Regions from separate parts of the Mus musculus genome. Here region 1 is linked to region 2. A link is a contact called in public promoter capture Hi-C data. All regions are on one chromosome and are shown on one strand. The core of a region is the stretch at or near the end of the contact, and the rest is flanking DNA. Distances in the headings are between cores, read along the strand shown.

Region 1 (6,530 bases), core at 219-2,718, 570 kb after region 2:
TCCAGCATTGTGGGGCTCTGAGACAGAAGGATGCCTGAGTTTTTATCTGCCAGCCCAGCTCCTGATTCAGTGAGAGATCCTGTCTCAATAAATAAGCAAGAGCAATCGAGGGGACACCCAGTGTCTTCCTCTGTCCTCTGCACAGTGTGCACAGTGTTAGAGACACACACATACATAATTAATTTATACTCATAATTAAATTTATACTTAATTTATACTCCCTTCCCAGTGTCTTGCATCTTGCAGTCCATTTGGTACCAAGGATGCTCTGATAGGGAGTTGTGGACAGCTGTGATGGCTGTCACTGGATGCTACACGATGCCATCCGACCCCATCAAGCTCCCTGCGGAGTACTTGGGCTCTCTATCACCCTTACTCCTCTGCCTGGTCCCTTCTCCCTCCCACCAGCCCTGGGCTCCTCCACAGAGCTCTTTGCAGACCACTGACCACCGCATGCCACACGCTTGCCTTCTCTGACACACCTCCAGGGCTCATGCCGCCTCCCACACCCCGCATCCTGCCCACAGCCAGCGTTAGTGACAACCTGTGTGCTCAGTCTTCATAAGGGTACAGGAGGCTCCTGAGGCGTCCTGTCACAGTCCCCTCCCCTCAGCCCCAGGTCTTTCCTGTCCCTTGCTGCCCTCCCTTCTCTAGAACCCAAGCCCCTCTTGTGGCCTCTAGTGGTGGCCACTTGGCAGACCCCATAAGGAGCACTGTCTCACGCCTGCTAATGAGCTTCAACTTTGTAGTTTGCAAATGCTCCGCTCACACTTCCCTAGAAGAGGTTGCTATTGACATTTTTTTTTTAATCAAGTAAACAAAAGCCCAGAGATGCAAAGCATCCCGCCCAAGGGCATACAGCAGGCCAGACTCCAGGATGGCTGTCACTCATACACAGTTAGACAGGCAAGCAGGCCCCGTGGGTAAGGCTGGAAGCCAGCTTTTAAAGAGCATTCTGGGTGCATCCAGGACACTGGAAGTCTGAGTCCTAGGGAGACTCAAAGGCAATCAGGGAGGGCAGGTGACAGGGAGTCTGGGGCCATTAGAGGGAGCAGTGTCAAGGTCTGGGGCCTGGGTTTTTGGAGGGGTTCCTAGGGGGCAAGCAAAAGCAGGGAACAGACCAGAGAGTGGCTACACTTGCTCTTCACGCAGCACAGGTGAGGCCGACAGATCGCATTCTGGTAACCTCTATGCTTCAAGCCCTCCCTCCACTTTGAGAAGGGATGGCAGGGGGCTCACCTGCCCTCCTCCCCGATGTGGCAGAACGTGAGGATCCCACCTGCATACCCCTCCCAGCAGCGCAGGCTGCTCACCTGGAGAGGACGACGTTCATTGTGGACAGAGAGAGGCACCTGCTGCCAGGATCTTGGGGAGGATAAGGACAGGGCCCCAGGGGTCCCCTAGTCAGAGAGAAGGCAGCTAGTACTGGGCCCAGCTGTGTGGTCTGGCTAAGCTCAAGGGACTCTGCTGCCTGGTTGCCAGGCAACGGGCCATCCCCAGGCAAGCCCTGGGAGGAGCCCAGCTGGTTGCTGGGCAACCAGGGCCTCCCCTGCGGGGTGAGGAGGGCCAGCTTTGCCTTGGGGCTTAACCACTCTCTGAAATGAATTGGAAGTGGGACACAGAACCTCCACATGCCTTTGAATATGGTGTTCTTGGGGGTTCAAAGTGCTTGTAACCACCAGGAACGGACAGGGAGATCCCCGAAGGGAGCTTGCCTGGGACTTCACCCTGGACCCTGCTGTGTAGAGTCTCCTCCACCCTCAAGGCAGAAGGCCCGGTGGGCGGGGCGTGGGAGCCAGTGTCACTGAGGGTGGGGGGAGTAGACGGTAAAGGGAAGCGGAGAAGGTGAACCAAAGGAGTGCGGGGGGGGGGGGTGCGGGGGGACAGGCAGCAGCTCAGAGGAGTGCCTAGCGAATCAGGCAGTCCTGGGCTTCCCAGAGTATGCGACTCCCACTGTTAGACTTGGGGAAGGTGACTCCAGCGTCAGAGCACTAACACGTTGAGAGGTCTGCGGGTCACAGCCCCCGCCCCGCCCCGCCCGCCCCGCCCCGCCCCACTCGCCCCGCCCCACTCCCCTTTTCACTTAAGGTGCAAAGCAGGCCTGGTGGTGGAGGCAGAGAACCCAAGGCAAGATATTGATAGTTCCACGGGACGCCTGTCACACTGGGTCGTTTTTTTGTGTGCGTCCCAGCTCCATCATGCTGGGATTTGTTTTAAACACTTAGTAAGGCAGAAACATTACGGTCAGCTGCTTCAGATTCAAACCCCACGCCTCAGCTCTGCTGTGTGGCCTGAAAGCAAAGCCCTGGTCTCTCTAGTCTCCTAGACAATCGCCCAATAGGAACTGGAGCCCCTGCGGCAGGGATGAGGAGATAGGTGGGCTGGGCACTGGGAGCCGGGTCCCCTGTCCAGCGAGCCCTCAGAGCACACCTGAGTGCTGGGTCTCTGTGGCACATGTGTTATGCTCCCCTTTTGGGGGGCAGGGACAGGTTTCCCCAGACAACACAAATCTCTGTGTGTCCTTTACGGTACTGTGCCCTCTGTTTAGGGGCAGCCATGGCCCTGAACTCCTACCGGGGCTGTGCCAGTCCTGTGATTTTTCTCTCTGAATGATGCTCTGTGTCTCCTGGTCCGTAATCCCTCCCTTCTGAGGTGTTAGCTGAATTGAAAAGTGTCTCCCCAAAGTACATGTCCACCCTGGGTCTCAGAGCATCGCCTTACTGGAAACGGGGTCTCAGCAGACAGGCTGAGCAGATGAGTCACTCCGGCATGGGAGATGGGGCTCATTCAGAGGCTGCTGTTCCAATCTGCAGAGAATCCGCCTCCTGTACCCATTGACGGACTGTGGCTTTTCTGTCTGTGGGTGAGGGATGCCAATGCCCCAAGAATATGGCCAGCTTCTGGAATGCAGAGGTGACTGAATCCCACCTCTGATAGCCAGTGGTGGACGACTACATCCCTGCCTCAGTCTGTCTGGGGTCTTCTCTATCTTAAGGAATCGGTTTCCTCCAGACCCCAGCTATTCCAGTTAATCAGCTTCGTCCCTGTCTGCCCTGTACTATAGCCTGTGACCACCAGAGGGCGACAGAGACCACACTCCAGTCCTCCTGCTTAGGGTGGCGGGATTGCAGAGGGGACACAGGAGACTGGAGACACAGGTATGGCATAGGTGTGGAGGACAGACTGTGCGAGGTCTCGTCATTGGCTCTCTTGGAATCCTTGGAAACCTTATGAATTTGAAAAAATGAAAACTGTCTCGGGCTATGCAGAACTAAGACATGGGGGTCAGAGTGGAGGTTGGCCGACTGGAGAGTCACCAACCCGCATTGTCCAGGGTGGCCACTGGAGGGCGCATATTCTCTGTCCTTGTCTGGTTCTCTGTAGTCCCTTTCCTGTCTTTCTCTGTGTCTCCGTGTTTCTCCTTGTTTCTCTGTCTTTATCTGTGTCTGTCTCTGCCTCTCTCTGTCTCCCTCTGTCTCTCTCTCTGTCACTGTCTGTCTGTCTGTCTGTCTGTCTGTCTGTCTGTCTGTCACTCTCTCTCCCTTCTCACAATAGATGCACATCTTGCTGAGCCATGTGGGTCAGGTACACATAGCATGAGGCCCAGCTTATATCTCAGGAAGGCAAGGACACACATCCTGGTCACTCCCCACCCAAGAAAGGAGCCCAGCTACCATCTGGCATTCGCCATGCTCACAGTCATGTGTGTTACATGGGATCCTGTCATATCTGTAGGAAGTTTTCCCTCCAGTCCCGGGGGCATGTCACATGGCAGTCCAGGTGTCCCCCTCTTGCTCCTGGGTCCCTGTGGTATCTGTGAGGCAGTCTCTGGCAGCTACGTTCTTAAACAACTAGGAAAAAAGAGGGGGAAAACTCAAGTTGAAAACCCAATGCCAACTCCCAGCCGTGGTCCACAAGCAGAAAACCCAGGACGACTCTGAGCAGAACCTGAGGGCTCAAGTGCCTCTCAGTTAGGCTTTGGCCTTGGGTGTGCTGTGTGACCTGGGCAGTCACTGTCCCTCTCTGGGAAGCTCTGTGAGGCTCTGGAGTAGGAGCAATGGTCTGGGAGCTGGCCCTGGAGATACGGGTTATAAGAGGTCACCTCCCCTACCACCATCTTTTTACTGATCCACAGATTCCTAAAGCCTGCATATTGTGCCTGCTACATGACCTCTTGCCCTCTGTCAGGTGATCTTGCTGTCACACTCACCTCCTATTAAGAAGGATTTAAATAGACAGGTCAAGAGAAACCAGGCTGGACTGGAGAGATGGCTCAGTGGTTAAGAGCACTGTCTGCTCTTCCAGAGTTCCTGAGTTCAATTCTCAGCAACCACATGGTGGCTCACAACCATCTGTAATGAGATCTGGTGCCCTCTTCTGGCATAGAGACAGGCAGGATGCTGTATACATTTTTTATATATATATAAAAAATATATATATATATGAGAGAGAGGCAGAGAGACAGAGAGACAGAGAGACACCAGGCTGTGTGATGTACACACTTGCCATCTGGATCCTTGTGAATGACGGCTGAATACTGGTCCATCCCAGACCATATGCTCGGATGTGATCTGTCACTGGAGGAATATAAACTAAGTGCCTACTGTGTGCACAGCCATCAATCACCAGGCACTTGGGCCATGTCTGTGAAAGAACAACAGACACGTGGCACTGTGTTCCCTCCGAGAACATTCTGTCTGGGAAAGCAGGAGGAGAGGCCAGCAGGCAAGATGCTCCAAACAGTTACACTGGCTTCAATCTTTCTCCAGAGGCGCCATAAAGGGGGAAGGTCTCCATGGCAACTCCCTGATCATATGCTGAGACCAATTTCTCAGAATGAGGTCAGAGGGCCAGAGCCACGACTGTATACACTGCCCAGTGTCGGGGCATTCCTCCACAGCCAGGGGCAGGGCAGGAAAGAGGTGGGATATACAGAACTTCCCACACAGGAGGCCCTACTGTGTGAGCTCACAGTGTCTTCCCTGGTGCTGGTATGTGTTAGACAGGGTCTTCCTCTGTAGCCCAGGCTGACCCTGGAGCCTGAGATCCTCTTGCCTCAGTTTCCAAGTGCTGCATGGAAGCACGCCAGGCTCTTGCTTGGTCCAGGTTGGCCCCGTGGCTCTCCCCTGCTGGCAGGGGGTGGTGACTGTGGGGCTTTCTCAGGTTTGCCAGGCTGATCTCGACCTCACTATGTAGCTAAGGATGACCTGGAACCTCTGATCTTCTCACCTTTAAATATACAACGACAGGCTGTGTGCAATGTGTAAATATGACCCGTGGCTCAGAAGTAGAACTCGCTCTCATGGGACACACAGAAGCCTGGGGTTCTGTCATTGTCCAGTGGCGAAACAAACAGGGGCCCCACTTGGTACCACACAAAATCAGCACCCTTCTGTGAGTCCCAGAACTGAGCAGGGGAAAGCCTCTACCCAGGGTGTAGCTGAAAGCTGGCCATAACTATTGGGCAAGCAAGCCACCATAGTTCTGGGATGACAGAGCATCCACGAGGTCAAGGCTGAAGCTCACAAGGATACATGGCAACCTCCGAGTCTATCCTGGAGCTCAGTTGCCACCTGCTCACTTGAGGACCTCACAGCCAAACTGCTTGGTCTTAATCCCAGCTCTGGAGCTAATGAGATGGCTCAGTGGACAGAGGAGCTTGCAGCCAAGCACAGTGACCTGAGCTCTGATCTGTAGCCCTAACCAATATGGAAGGAGAGAACCAACTCCCACAAGTTATCTTCTGTGGTGTGTATGCAACCCAACACACATACAATGAATAAATGTAATTTAAAAAATTAAATTCCAGATCTATTGCCTCACAACTGGAGACTGTGGCCAGCACTGTCTATGGGCCTCAGTTTTGTCATCTGTGAAATGGGACTGATCAGATGCCACTCTTCCCTCAGAGAAATGGACAGTGCACGGCACTCAGATAGGCCTGGGGACAGCCCCTGCTCTGTCCATGACACTGCATGGTGGCATCTTTGATCCCTCTCCCTGTGTCCCAAAGCTGGAGCTGGAGTGTAGCCAGCTTGGGCAGGAAACGTGGGACAGTGCCCAAGACAAGGTCCACTGACTCAGGTGGCTGCTGCAGAGGCTACTGTCCAAGCCACCTGTTCTGAGGGAACAAAGTGTGACCTCCCTGAGGCCTGGCTACACAGGGAACATCTCCCATCCTGTGGCTTTAGACATGTTTATCCTTTGAACTGCAAATGCCCTGTGGCTGGGTCTCTTCCTCACTGGCTGGGTTGGCTAGTCCACTAGGGGAGCAATTCACCCTGCTAGGTTCAATGACACCTAGGACCTGGGACCAGGGCCACAGCCACCACAGCACACCAGCGTCCTGACCTTACTCTGTGTATCCCAGGGCCAATTTTTATCTCAGAGGATGGAGCCCGGACAGCAGGCTAATAACTGATTGTCAGAGCTTAGAAATGTCCCTGGCTATAGGACTTGGTGTGGTATTGGAATGTCAGATAGCAAAGGGTCTTTAGCTCTTCAAGCAGTGAGGGGCAGCTGTGGCTGAC
Region 2 (6,998 bases), core at 949-3,448:
GAAGTTCTCCAGCATGAGTCTCCCCAGGGGTGCGAAGGCTATGTCCCCATGGTCCCACAGGAAGCGGCTGAGCTGGAGGGAACAGCTGTGTGAGTCAGCATAGCACAGGCGCTGAGAACCAGTCTCACCCAGGGACACTTACCTGCTCAGTGACATCCAGCACAGCCTGAGACTGGTACTGGTAGCAGTGACCTCCCCGGAAAAGGAAGTCCTGAGCTGTCACACCAGGGTCCCAGGGATCTAAGGGGAGAAGGAGATCAGAGAAGAACCTGAGAAGGAATGGGGACAGGATACCCCTGGAGGTCTGAGGTTCCCCTTGTGCGTGTGATGGCTGAGGTCCTTGGAGGGGGCCCAAAAGGAGAGAGACTCTTACCAGGATCAGGAGGCATCAGGAGGGGGAGGGGTCCTGGCGTCGATGGCTCCCACAGTAGGTTCTTGGCAAAGGACAAGGTCGGATCCTAGGGAAACGGGGCAGCAATAACATGACAGGTGTGCAATCCCTGCCAATTAACTAACTCAGTCCTCGGGACAAATGTGAAAAGGTGGTCACTTCGCTAATGAGGAACCCTGAAGCATGAGGCTGCCGCCCTAGGTGACAGAAGCAACAAACAGGCATGGACTTGAACCCAGGCAACCGACTCCAGAGTCTGAACTGAATTCTAAACTTCATTCACAGCAGCTTTCAAAGGAAGCGCCTAAGTCATGACTGCCTACCCACAACCCAATGAGCTCCAACTTCCTCAGCTATCTCCTCTGAGTCCTGCCATTCAGTGGGCACCCTTGTCCCAAGGACCAAGAACTCCCCTCCCCCAACACCCTCTCTTTGACATGCTCTCCTCAATGTACTCAATACAAGGCTGCTAGAGATGGACCTCCCAAGAGCAGAAATCCTGCCCCTGGCATTCCACTAATTCAGGCAAGTCAAGGCCACACTATAAAAGGTCTGCCCGTTGGTGTACAGTCTCTCACCATAACTGGAAGTCCCTTAGGTGGGGTTGCCTGACTTCCTCATGCTGGGCTCCTGGGCCTGTAAGGACCCCAACACATAAACACCTGCTGAACCCAGGGAGAGGGAGCGAGGAAAGAGGAGCCACAGCCTCTGTTGAGAGACACTGTCTGGACAGCAGGGCAACCGGTGCGCAGCTCAAGTAGCAGCTGCCTAGACCTCTTTTCCCAATAAGTGAGCAAGGAGGAGGAACAGACCAAGGAAAGGACCCTATTTCCATCCTCACCTTGCAGTTCTGTGGCTGGGACCCTGGCAGGGTCAGTGCATCTCTCCAGCTGCACATGAAGGACAGGTCAGGGCCATCAGTCATGCCAAGTGGACCGGCCTTAAACAATGAAGGGCGCAGGGTGCCAGGGAAGTCCATCCTGGAGAGAATGTATCTAACGTTACACACGCCTTCATTAGGAGTCTCAACAGTGCACCAGGGTTCTCAGAACACAGTAGGGGAGACCACTACAAGGTAGCAGATAAAGACCAGACTATGCCTAATGCCAGCGCGTCAGCAGGGCTGCCCAAGGACTGCTCACTCTCTTGAGGGCAGCCAGACAGATATCTCTGCTCACACCTTGGAAGAGGGGCTGGGGAGAAAGTGATCGCAAAAGGCCTCGTGGCAGGTAAAGTGCCAAAGAGATAAGCAACCACAGAATATACAAAGGGGAGAGTGTGGAGGACCAAGTGATGCCGATGAAGGCTGAGCGTTCATCAACGCGCTGCGCATGACAGTAGCAGGCTGACTTTCTTCCACCCCTCTGTGGACATGGGCTGCGTACTATTCCTGCTTCCCCACTGCCAAACACAGGCTTCTCCGAAAATGCCCGTGGGCTGAATAAATGCAGGAACTCTTTAGAAGCAGTAACTGTCAAGTCAGCCCTCATTTTTAGTAAAAATTAAATCTAACATCCGCAATAAGAGCACCAGCAGAGCACTAGTACCCGCTGGACAAGACGTGAAGGCGCTGAATTTAGAGTCTGAACTGAAAACCGGTGTGTAGTAACCACAAGTGTTCCCGGACCGCCCTCCCTCGTGGCCAGCATCTAGGACGAGCCTCAGCGCTGTAATCGACCAGTCTCTATAGCCACGTGGTCTGCCACGTGCTCTCAGCATTCCCGCAACAGCCTCACCTGACCCCGGGGCCGCAAAGGAGCCAGAGTGCCGAACCTCAACGCCGCCACCCACAACTGTTGGAGCAGACTAAACTGTTTTCCGGATCAGGCCGGAAGTTCGCCCGAGAAACAGGAAGTCCCGCCCCCAGATCATCTAACCGAGTCCTCCAGCGCCACCTGCAGAGCTGAGGGCCAATATGCATGGTCGTGGCGCCTAAGCTATGAAATTTCCATCCTATTTCACAAAAGTGTTGAGAAGCTTGAATTGATCCTCTCAACGAACAAGTGAGCACCTCCGATGAGCCACGCACTGTATTTATTACCCACAAGTCCTAGAATCCGCTTCATAGACACCTCTGGGTGCATGTGTGGCTTTAACAGGGGCCAGGAGGGAATATTAGCTTGTCATTCTCAAGCTAATATTCCTTGTGTGTGCACCTGCGAGTTTTGGGGGATCTGTTCAAACTCGCTCGCATGCAGCGAGTCCTGGGCTCTGCCTGTAAGTTGCCTTGGTCCTGACACTATCGCGTAAAACTTAGGACGCGTGGCTCTGCTGACCACTTGCTTTCCATCGCCTGGAGGCTAAGAATATCTTCAGATAGAATCGAGACAAGGAACAGATTCTCCTGCGTCACTGCAACCTACCTACATGACATTCCCGCCAATGTGTTTGACGACTTCTTTGGGTTTGACTTTCCTTTGTCCTGTAATTATCAGAACTTCATAAATCGGTCTTCATGGTGGAGCAAGTTATTCAGGGAGAAAAATCTGTGTTCCTGAGTTTATTAAGGGATCTCTAAAGGAACAGAACTGATTGAATGAGTATGGAATAGAGGAGATTTTATTAGACCGGCTTACAGGCTGTGATCTGCGTAGTTCAATAATAGCTGTCTTATGACAGAAATGGCAAGGAGAATTTGGTACTGTTCCGTCCACGAGGCTGGTTGTCTCAGCAGTTCTGATCTGGTGCTGTAGTCCTGGGCCATTCCTAAAGAGCCGCCGAGCTTCAGTCTCTGTTGGAATCCTAAAGAAATTGATTTGAATACTGAAAGGAAAACTTCAGCAATGCCATAAAATAAATGGTTTTGCCGGTGAGGGTGAGGTCCAGCAGGCACAAATCATGGTTTCTTTTTCCATTTCTTTTATCTGGGCTGCCACCAGAAGGTGATTTAGGATGGCTCTTCCTCCTTCAAATAATCTGATTAAGAAAATCCCTCACAGGGCTGGAGAGATGGCTCAGCGGTTAAGAGCACTGACAGCTCTTCCCAAAGTCCTGAGTTCAAATTCCAGCAACCACATGGTGGCTCACAACCATCTGTAATGGGGTTTGATGCCCTCTACTGGTGCCTCTGAAGACAGCTACAGTGTACTTGCATATAATAAATAAATAAATAATTTTTTTTAAACTTCCTCACAAGTGTGCCCAGCAGTTTGGGTCCCAGTTAATTTCAAATATTCAGTTGACCACCAAAACTAGCCATCATATGGGGGCATGCTCGTTGGTGTCTATTTGGCTCATGCATAACTTTATTACTATTATTATTTTATTGATTTTTTTTTTTGAGACAGGGTTTCTCTATGTGTAGCCCTGGTTGTCCTGGAGTTTGCTCTGTAAAGCAAGTTGGTTTCAAACTCAGAGATCTACCTGTCTCTGCCTCCTGATAATGGGATTAAAGGTGTGTACCCCCATGTCTGACTGTCAGCTGCCTTCTCTGTAAGATGAGGGCTGTGTTTGAGTCAACCTCTTTCCCATTGCTGGGTAATACAGGAATTCCCTGCTTATGGCTTTAGCACCACTGTCTAGCTAGAAATGCACCATTATCCCTGTATCTTGATATCAAGGTACATCAGGGGCTACCTAGAGGTATGTTAAAGCAGTTTGCTGAGCAGTTGGGTGTGGTAACACACATCTTTAATCCCACCCTCAAGAGACACAGAAACAGGCAGATCTCTGTGAGTTTGAGGCCAGCCTGGTCTACAGAGCAAGTTCCAGGACAGCCAGGGCTGTTACACAGAGAAACTCTGTCTCAAAACACAAAAACAAAAACAAAATAAAAAACAGTTTGCCGGGCTGAGTGTCTAATTTAGTGGGTCTGGGGTAACACTGCTGACCCATAGCCCACATAAATGAGAAACACTGCTTTAAAGGATCAATTTGTGTGGGGTGTGGTGGTACAAGCCTTTAGTCCCAATACTTGGGAAACAGAGGCAGCTGGATCTTCCAGTTTGAGGCTAGTCTGGTCTACAGAATGAGTTCAGGGACAGCCAGAGCTACACAAGGAAACCTTGTATCTAAACAAAAACAAACTAACAAAGGATCTGTTTGCAAGGAGCCAGGGGAGGGAGCTCAGCGGTATAGTGTCTGTTGGCTTAGCATGCACAAAGCCTTGGGTCTCATTCCCAGCACCACACAAGCCAGTGGTGGCTCACATCTGTAATCCCAGCTCTCCTCTCTGCAGAAGAGACAGAAGAACCAGCGGTTCAAGGTTTTTTTGGCTACATAGCAAGTTGAAGGCAAGATTGGAATAAATTGGGCCCTGTTTTTTGTGTTTTGTTTTGTTTTGTTTTTAAATCAATTTGCAAGCTGGGCAGTGGTGGCCCAGGCCTTTAATCCCAGCACTTGGGAGGCAGAGGCAGGCAGATTTCTAAATTCAAGGCCAGCCTGGTTTACATACAAAAAAAAAAAAATCAATTTGCAGATTGTCAGTTTCCAGCTAGTTTGTGTTTGGAAAGTTCCGGGAGTCAGATGGCCTCCTTCCATCTTCCCTTTCTTAGTGTTTTCTCTCATGGAGTGCTGCCCTACAGGTGCCAAACAGGAGGATGCCAGGAGACAGAAGATGCACTGCTTGAGGCCCCTGAAAGAAAGCAAGTTTCATTAAGAAAGGATAGGAGACAGAGGAGAGGAAGGGCTTTGTGGATGACTGGTGTCTGAGTGCTGCTCACGCGGTATCCTGTCCCATCCCCCAACTGTTTGTACCTATTCGCCTCAGTAAAGGAGGCAGTGCAAACTCAAAGAAAGGATCCTGTTCAAATCTGGCTCAGTGAACAGAGGAGTTCATTGGAGTTTCTTTCTTTCTTTTTTTCTTTTTTCTTTCTTCTTTTTTCTTTTTCTTTTTCTTTTTTATTTATTTATTTATTTATTTGTTGTTGTTGTTGTTTTTCGAGACAGGGTATCTCTGTGTAGCTCTGGCTGTCCTGGAACTCACTCTGTAGACCAGGCTGGCCTCAAACTCAGAAATCCGCCTACCTCTGCTTCCCAAGTGCTGGGATTAAAGGCGTGCGCCACCACTGCCCGGCTTCATTGGAGTTTCTTATGGAAGGGTGGGTGATCCTCCAAACAGCTATACCACCCCCAAAAACCCATTGCAGCATGGGAGAATAGATACACGTTCTACCACTCTTAAGTTATCCCTCTGTCTGCAACACATTCCAGCATCTGCTGAAACCATCTGAAGCTGGGCAGGGCTGTGTGCTGTGGGGTAAGAGAAGGAGGGAGCAGCTATAATTTTATGAGGGCCTGATGACCCTAAGCCTTCCTTCCATTGGGGAACTTTCACAGACTTGACCTAGGAAGTGAAATTGAAAAAGTGTAACATAAAAACAAAAAAACTAGGCCTTTAGGCCCAGGCTTGAGAATGTGACCTTTGTGACTCAATGCTCCAAGGCATGCTAATCATAAAACAGATAGTGACATTCTTTCACCCACCTGCTTCCTGGGTTCAGAGAGTGTTTGTTCAAAAGAAGGTCACCCTGACCATTCATGGAACATGCTATGCAAATGTGCAATTGTTAGAGACTCATAGAAACTGTCTTGAGAAATAACCACACAATTATCAGGTATTTTTCTTGTGACTTCCCACTTCCTCGTGACTCTTAACTGGTATTTTTGGTATTTTCCAACAACGCCCTCCCCACCCCCTTGAGTTGTAGTTTCTTCCTTTAAATATCCCCTTACCCAGCTACTTGGGGCCCATGGCCCTCTAACCCTGCATGGTGTACAACTGTGGGCCCCAGAGCGCACCTGGAATAAAAGTCCTCTTGCGGTTTACATCAAGACCGTTTCTCGTGAGTGATTTGGGGTGTCGTCTCTCCTGAGTGTGAATGTGGGGGAGTCCTCACATTGTGGGTCTTTCAAAATCACAGTCCACCTCTCTTCAGGATGGCAATGGCCATGCCATGGCTAGAGAACTCATATTCCACAACCCAAGGGCATGTTCAGCATGAAGAGTCCAGACCGTTTTCTGTGCGTATTCTGTGGAGCCTCCCCCATCCCCATTTTGTTCCATGTCTGCCAGCCAGTTCTTTCTTTCTTCCTTCCTTTTTTTTTTAAAAGGTTTATTTATTTATTATATGTAAGTACACTATAGCTGACTTCAGATACTTTTTTCTTCTCACCCCACCCCCTGCTCACTCTGGCCCAAAGATTTATTTATTAATTATATGCAAGTATGCTGTAGCTGTCTTCAGACACCACAGAAGAGGCCATCAGATCTCATTACAGATGGTTGTGAGCCACCATGTGGTTGCTGGGATTTGAACTCAGGACCTTCAGAAGTACAATCAGTGCTCTTAACTGCTGAACCATCTCTCCAGCCCTGCCTGCCAGCTATTTCCTATTGTTGCTGTAACATGCCTGCCAGTCACTGACACAGAAAAGTGATTTGGCTCCAGGACATGCTGACCACATACCCTGTTTTGTTTGGTATGTTCTGCATGTTCTGCATGTTCTGCATGAGGGTTGCTGATCTTAAGAAATTCCACAAAGCAGTACATAGGACCCATCAGATCAAAGGTCAACATGAACTGTTATGTCTTAAGTTGCGCTGACCACTGGGCAGCCCTTCCTGCACCTACGTATGAGCTCACGGTGGTTTTTGTGGCTGACACCA

Evidence for each region. Promoter capture Hi-C pulls out the DNA fragments that hold promoters and counts their contacts.
Region 1: a contact with region 2 is called in a promoter capture Hi-C map of the C10 cell line, with 5 times the contacts expected there. The contact joins the promoter of Cibar2 here to the promoter of Taf1c in region 2. A contact is called at or near these places in 1 of 39 promoter capture datasets (the C10 cell line) and 1 of 115 datasets of contacts at active chromatin or transcription factors (microglia).

What each region holds. Positions count from the first base shown.
Region 1 is chr8:120,176,001-120,182,530 of GRCm38.p6, forward strand. It overlaps Cibar2 (CBY1 interacting BAR domain containing 2), which reads right to left and starts at 1,469. Exons shown (of 9, transcript NM_001033980.2): 1 at 1,314-1,469. The coding sequence starts at 1,333.
Region 2 is chr8:119,603,008-119,610,005 of GRCm38.p6, forward strand. Taf1c (TATA-box binding protein associated factor, RNA polymerase I, C) reads right to left here and starts at 2,199. Exons shown (of 15, transcript NM_021441.3): 1 at 2,128-2,199; 2 at 1,233-1,371; 3 at 374-458; 4 at 143-240; 5 at 1-72. The coding sequence starts at 1,370.